Regions from separate parts of the Drosophila melanogaster genome. Here region 1 is linked to region 2. Evidence: chromatin contacts called from public targeted proximity ligation data. All regions are on one chromosome and are shown on one strand. The core of a region is the stretch at or near the end of the contact, and the rest is flanking DNA. Distances in the headings are between cores, read along the strand shown.

Region 1 (3,303 bases), core at 515-3,014, 54 kb before region 2:
CAACCAAAATAAACACAGCAATCCGGGACCCGGGACACGGATCCGTTGCATAGACAACGGCAAACACCCTAAAACCCATAAGAAAACACACACAACGGGGAGATGAATGACTGGCTGCCTGGCTGGCGGAACAAAAAGAGCAAGCAGGGCATCTCTGAAATGGGCAACAGGCTGGCCAAGAGACGCACTGAATGGCTGGGTGCAAAGTGGTCTGGCCAAGAGAGGTGGCGAAGGTGGCACGCCATTTGCCCGGCAATCAAATCAATGGGCAGGGGTTTTGTCCTCCAGCATGGTAGCATTAATCGGCATAAAGTACAATATCTCACACCCTTTCGAGTGCCGATGCGATTTCAATATCCATTATTCAGCCGCAGGTGGGGGCGGTGGTGGTGGATTATAGAGTGGATTGGTGGCACTCAAAAAAATATATTTAAAATTAGATTTAAAGAAAACTATAACTATTCTTTCCTAGATTCAATAATAATATATATTCAGCATTACCAAGTACCTTCTAGGATATACCTTCTGGATATATCTGTATTAGTACTAATTAAGTCTCTTGAGTTTATAATAGTATCATTGCATATGGAATTATTTAAATATTTCGTTGGTCTTAAAAAGGGATTGTACCTCTTATTCTACTCTTAAAAGTAAGTCTCATCGCAGTGTAGAACTTTGGCAAACACTGTTTGCATTATGCGCAGAACAGGACTCATCTCTGACCACAAGGACAACAAAGAGCCAGGAGCCGGTGAAGCGACAGGAGCGTCAGAGTTGCTGCGCTTTTCACTTTCCCATTTATTAATGAATTTATTGGCCCGCCTGCTTTTGATGCGCAAATGCATTTTCGCATTTATCCCTGAAACTGACGTTCGACGAAAGCAAGGGGGTGTAAATTAAATGGAGATACCGATGGCTTCCAATTGCGGGGGTGATTGGCCCAGGACGAACAAAGGGTAGATCCACGCATAACATTTATCATAGCTTTTGTTTTGGTTACAGCTCAGCTGCTTCCGTTTCCACAGCGACTCACAGTGGGTGGGTGTTTGACTGGTTGGGTGTTCGTCCTTAGATCCTGTCAGCTGTCCCACGAAAGAGCCGAACCTGCGTAATTAATAGTGCGGAAATTTGGTAATTCTCCGATTACAGCAGTCATTGCTATCTGCCAACGAACAATTATGGGCTGGGTTGGGGAAAAATGTACAGGAAGGAGTATAGAAAAAGTGACCTTTTTTGCTTGAAATGATTGCAATTTTATAGAAAGGTTGTAATTATAAGACAAAAATTATTGATATTTAAGATAGCGAAGTGTTCCTAATTAAGATTCTAAGACATCAAAAAGTTATAGTTATGAAACATTTCATAGGAACACCTAAAAATCAGTACTGTACTATAGTTTTGATACAAATAAGTTTAAATGTTCTTTTGGATGTTCGTGGATCTTCTTTTCTAAAAAAAAAGAAACACAAATATCAGCCTTAAAGGAGAATTTTCTTATATGAAATATATACTTATACCATAAATAATGGGAACGACAGAACGCAAAAGTAAGCAAACATAACTAATCCCGTTGGTGAAACCCACTATTAAGCCTCTTCTGCCTTATGGTGACTTTTATTGTTTGAAAATGTTTGCTGGGTGTTCTGCAACCGGTTTTTCTCACTGTGCTCTCTCTCTCTCTGTTTCTTTCGCCGCACTCGCATTGCTCATTCGCCGCATCGGCCCGAGTGTTTCGAGTATCTCGAGTGTTTTCAGTGCCGGCGCTCAGTTTCCGCTGAACATTCGAGGCGAACGGTTCGCTGTGTTTGGGCCTGCTTTCAATATTCCCCGATTTCCGGACTCGATTCGATCCAATCCGAGCCAAACCAATTCGAGATACTCGGCGCTGAGCTCCATTCGCGATTTTTGAGTTCTGTGGCCATGTGAAGTGCACGCATCTCGAAGTGCCAAAATAAGTTCTGATAAAGCCTTCAAAACGATAACCAGCCTTATTCAATTATGTTTGTGCCAAGAACTGTGCTCTAGTTACGCGATTTGCAAGTGAAATCCGACGGCAAAGAAATTCTGCGGTAAATGTGGTTCCCCTAAAATAGCAAGAAGTGTAGATCGCTTGTAAACATTGTTATTTACATTTTTAATTTATATAACGGTTAAGCATCTTCTTATTGCTGCCGCTGCTACTGTTGTTACTGTTGTTGTTGTTGTTCTGGTTCTGGTGGCTGGGGATGCTCCCCTAGCTGCTGGCTGTCTAACCCGTTTATATCTTTTACTCGACTTGGCAAACTGCACACGCACATACAGACAATGCATCAAGTTGCTGTTCTGGCGCATCCAGCAAATGCACAGCGAAAAAATAGCATGTGATCGATCGTATAAATCAATGTTTATAAATTAATGAGTAAATATACGAAATTCAACACGCAATTTCAATTCTGTGACAATATTTACAAGTGACAACTGATACGATTAGATATCGAACTGCTATTTTTCCTTGTGTATCTTTAAGATACACGTTCTTGCCGCACACACCTTCTGTCGCTTGTGTTTCCTTATTGACTTCGCCCCTGCCCCATGGCTCCTACCCCTCCCCCTACCTCATTCCTCTTCCTTGGGGCAATGTTTATTTTTGTTTGCTCGCCCAGCAAGCGGGAAAAACAAGTTTTTCTCTTTGAAACCAAAACAACAACCACAGCAGCAGCAGCAACTGCGACGCAACTCTTGGCTCGCTTTGCTTTTGGAAAATACTTGGGGAAAAGTTCAAGTGAAGACAACTGTTGCATTCAAAATACCAAAAAAAAAACCAAAAGCACTACAAAATAAATATATACATTCATGTGGAAGTGTCGGTTATGGGTGAGAGCGGAAAATGCGTTAATTAGCGGATAAAAATGCATATGCCAGTGACTCGAATTAAGTCGTTAATCAAACGCCGGGACGAGATCGTGTGTAATTAGCAAATGTCGTGACATATGCAAAAGTAAAAAGTGCCAAAAAAAAAAACACCAAAGAAATGTCAACGCATGTGAAAGTTTATTTTTTGTAAAAAGAAAAACAAAAGTGCTCGTGTGACATAAATAATTAATTTTTAGTGAGGCGATAAAGAAGCAACGCCAGCGAATAACCAAATTGTCATGCAACAAGTGTTTGCCACATGTTCGCTGTGTTTTTTCCTGTGTTTCATGTAGAATTTCCAGCATTCCGCTCTCCCCAGAACAATATCAAAAAACGAAAACATAACCCACGATAAAAACCGCTGTTCTGTTCTGTTCTGTTCTGAATCACTTGCCTATATATAATATCCAT
Region 2 (3,256 bases), core at 38-2,537:
AAGCCAAAAACCAACGTGGATCTGATCCTCCAAACGCGAAGTGAAGTCTCCAAGCACTCTAACAGAAATGAGCGGACCTCGCAACGCTTGATGACTGCGACTGGCGAGCTAACAGAGCTCTGTTGGTGGCAATTTGGTGATGAGAGCGTGAGTCTGTCACTCAACTTCTCCGGTTGAAAGCAGTTAACAATACCAGGAGTATGTAGGATTGAAATGATCGAAATGATTATTATTTTCAATACATTAGCTATAAAAGAAACACTTATTTATATAAAATCGAATACAATGTTTGTTTAAAATTATTTTCAATTTGTATTTTCTCCTCTTGACAATAAAATCAAACGCAAATTGGACCGAAATGTATGTAAAATAAAATTCTTATCGTGACACGACGTAACATAAACTCATGGTCTCATCTCTAGCCCAAACGAGCGCTGTTAACGCAAAAAGAGCGTTGATTGCTGGTGTGGTGAGAAAGTGGTTAGGAAAGGGGAATGAAGGATGACAGGCTAAAAAGAAATCGCCAGTCAACGGAGAGAAGCCATGTAGGAAATAAATTAAATGTGAACCGAGCAAAGATGGTCGAAAATGCGTATTTCCAACGAAAAACACCACGCTATGTTAGCCCAACAGTGCAAAGTGCACACACAATAAGATTGTGGAAGGGGAACAGAGGGAGACAAGAGACAAAAGACCAATGCAACGATAGAGAGTCAAATTTATATCGAGTCCCTGCCAACAAACCAAAACTATTTCCGCTTACTGGGCGTTTCAAGAAACCTTCAAACGCGCTTTTAATAATCTTTATGGTTTTTCGTATGACTTTAAATTGGGCGACGACATAATTTCGACGACGCCATATTGTTCGCCAGCCCAAAGAGAGCTACAGCGTGTTAACAGCCGCAGAGAGCGAAACTGCGCTGCTGCGTCATCAATGCAAACTGCGCACTTTTTAAAAAAAATAATTTTAATATCAATTTCTATGCGTTCACCGAACGGGAAACAAAAGTATTAATGTAGAAATCGCCTAGCGTATGGCGATTGCTTTGTCTTCCCCAATAGTAATCTTTTTGATAACAGTGCCATATTGTGAAATGGCTGTTGGCTGGCCGTGGTGAGTATTTGCCGCAGTTTAACAGGCCTGAAATTTGGTTTTCCAAATCACCCTTACCAAGAGAATGTCCGTTTTGAGGTGCACTTTGTCCAATTTCATTACTGATGTTTCAGAACATTTGTAGTCTAATTTCGTGTTTTGTCCTTACTGAGAATGGAATGAAGCACAAAAGCTTAGTGTTGATTAGCTCTGAAATGCAGTGCTAATAAAAATTATACAGCACTGAAAATATGATTGCCCAGTTTTTGCTCATTACATTCTTTTTGTCTATTTTGTATATATCTAATAAATAATACTTAGAATGTTAAATACAATTTAGGAAATATTATTTTCAATAAATTCATGCATACATTTATTAAATATATATTAGAGGGTATCGTCAATCCGACCACGCTTTCACATCGAAATGTTATTTTGTTGCGATCACTCGCAAAGCAAATGTAAAATCAAAAGCAAATTAAAAAGTCAGAGTGGGGCTAAGAATTCGCTTAATTAGAGGTCATAGGCTCCAATGAGATCGTGTTCATATAAATAATATAAAATATCACTTACGATCCGTAGATAGATACCAGTTTGTAAAGTTTCTCGACAAATATTTCAGCTATCAAAGGTCGCACCTGCCTACGAAATTGGTTCTGCACTAGCCTTGTTGTGATGACAAACAAGCCAAAATAAAAAGCAATAAAGAAAAAAAACCAACCAAAAATAATAACAATTTAAATGAACAGACAGTAAAAATACGCTAGTGCTAACGAACTTTGTAAACTTAAAGGCAAGGTTGCAAGCAGAAAAGCTCCAAAATTATGCGAGACGTACAAAGGCAAACTTAAAAGCGAGCGATACTAAATACTACGTAGTATAAAGTCGCTGAGCGTTAAAAATAAAATATCAGACACGCAACAGCGACGGCTGCCAGCAGTGTTTTCTATAGAAAACGAAAATTATTTCCTGTTTTCAGCAATAACAACCGCGCGTGAGGTGGAAAACGAAAATATTGCCCTGCAGGCGGAGATAACAGAGTTGGGGGTGTCTAACAGTCGTGGTGAATCCGAAACGCATTTGGCCATTGCATTGCAGTTTGTTTACCATCACGTATTAGCCACAAACCTTATAGAGTATGTACATACACATACATACATGTGTATGTATTTATACGTATACCCCGTAGCTTGCCCCATGAAGTTAAAACGACGCAGTTGTAAGAGAAACCAAGACGAGGCGGAGATACAAAGGGGCCTCAAACAATGCGTAAAAAAGGTGATTGATAACAAGGTGCGCCTTACAAATGTTCACTGTCTGCCCTCCACGAGCAATACAGAAATTCGTTTAGACCTCCAATCCATACGAAATTCTCTGCGCTTATCTATTTAAATGCTCTGATTTGGGTAATAGATTTGTATAGATTTGTATGTATGTATGTACATTGTAGCAGAATTTAGCGAGACTTGCAGTATATAAACGTACATAATAATTCCCTTTTTATTGCTTAATAAAAAGAAGCAACTATCTACATAACTCTTCATTTACCTTTAATTTTAGCAATTTTTGGTAAAACATATTACTTATTTGTCACAGTGTCTATAATTATGCTGATACAATTGGAGCTACAAATAGAGGGTGAAACGTTTTTCGTGCACACAGTTGCACTTTATGTAAACATGTGGGCACACGCACAAGGTTGCGGAAGAAGAAAAAGAAGTGCATTGTGCAGTCGAAAAGGAGAAGGAGCAGAGAAAGAGGGCTAAAAGGACAACCATAGAATGAGGGAGCAGACAAGCTTGGTGTATTTTTGGCACACTATCGCCCCCTGTAGCTACCTCTCTTTCTCGCATTCGCTTATACCATTTCGCTGTGGTGCATTCAACCTGCTGGTGAGAGAGACAGGTGCACTTACAGTTCCTCGCGATCAACAGCTGTGTGAGTGATTGCGAATCGGGCAATTACTTAACTGCGTTTGCGAGATAGGGTATCTTAAATTAATATTGTTACAAAGTATTGGAGCTGATAGGATTTCATATTTTATTGTATAGTTTCTGTACTCCAAAATATTTATATTTTCTATAAGATAACTTTCAGTTGGAGCATACTAACTTTCGTATATGGTAACGTATAAACATGATCGTAACTAAATTTCGCGTAAAA

What was found.
Region 1: a targeted proximity ligation map of the Kc167 cell line shows a contact between it and region 2, with 6 times the contacts expected there. A contact is called at or near these places in 52 of 107 Hi-C or Micro-C datasets (the Clone 8 cell line, the D17-c3 cell line, the Kc167 cell line and 19 more) and 6 of 7 datasets of targeted methods (the Kc167 cell line and the S2 cell line).

The regions. Positions count from the first base shown.
Region 1 is chr3R:9,393,007-9,396,309 of dm6, reverse strand. FER (FER tyrosine kinase) reads left to right here and starts at 1,764. Exons shown (of 13, transcript NM_169274.2): 1 at 1,764-2,069. It also overlaps asRNA:CR46145.
Region 2 is chr3R:9,338,685-9,341,940 of dm6, reverse strand. It overlaps drn (doctor no), which reads right to left and starts at 1,287. Exons shown (of 5, transcript NM_001275480.2): 1 at 1,172-1,287. It overlaps lncRNA:CR43301 (long non-coding RNA:CR43301), which reads left to right and starts at 1,949. Exons shown (of 1, transcript NR_048352.1): 1 at 1,949-3,256.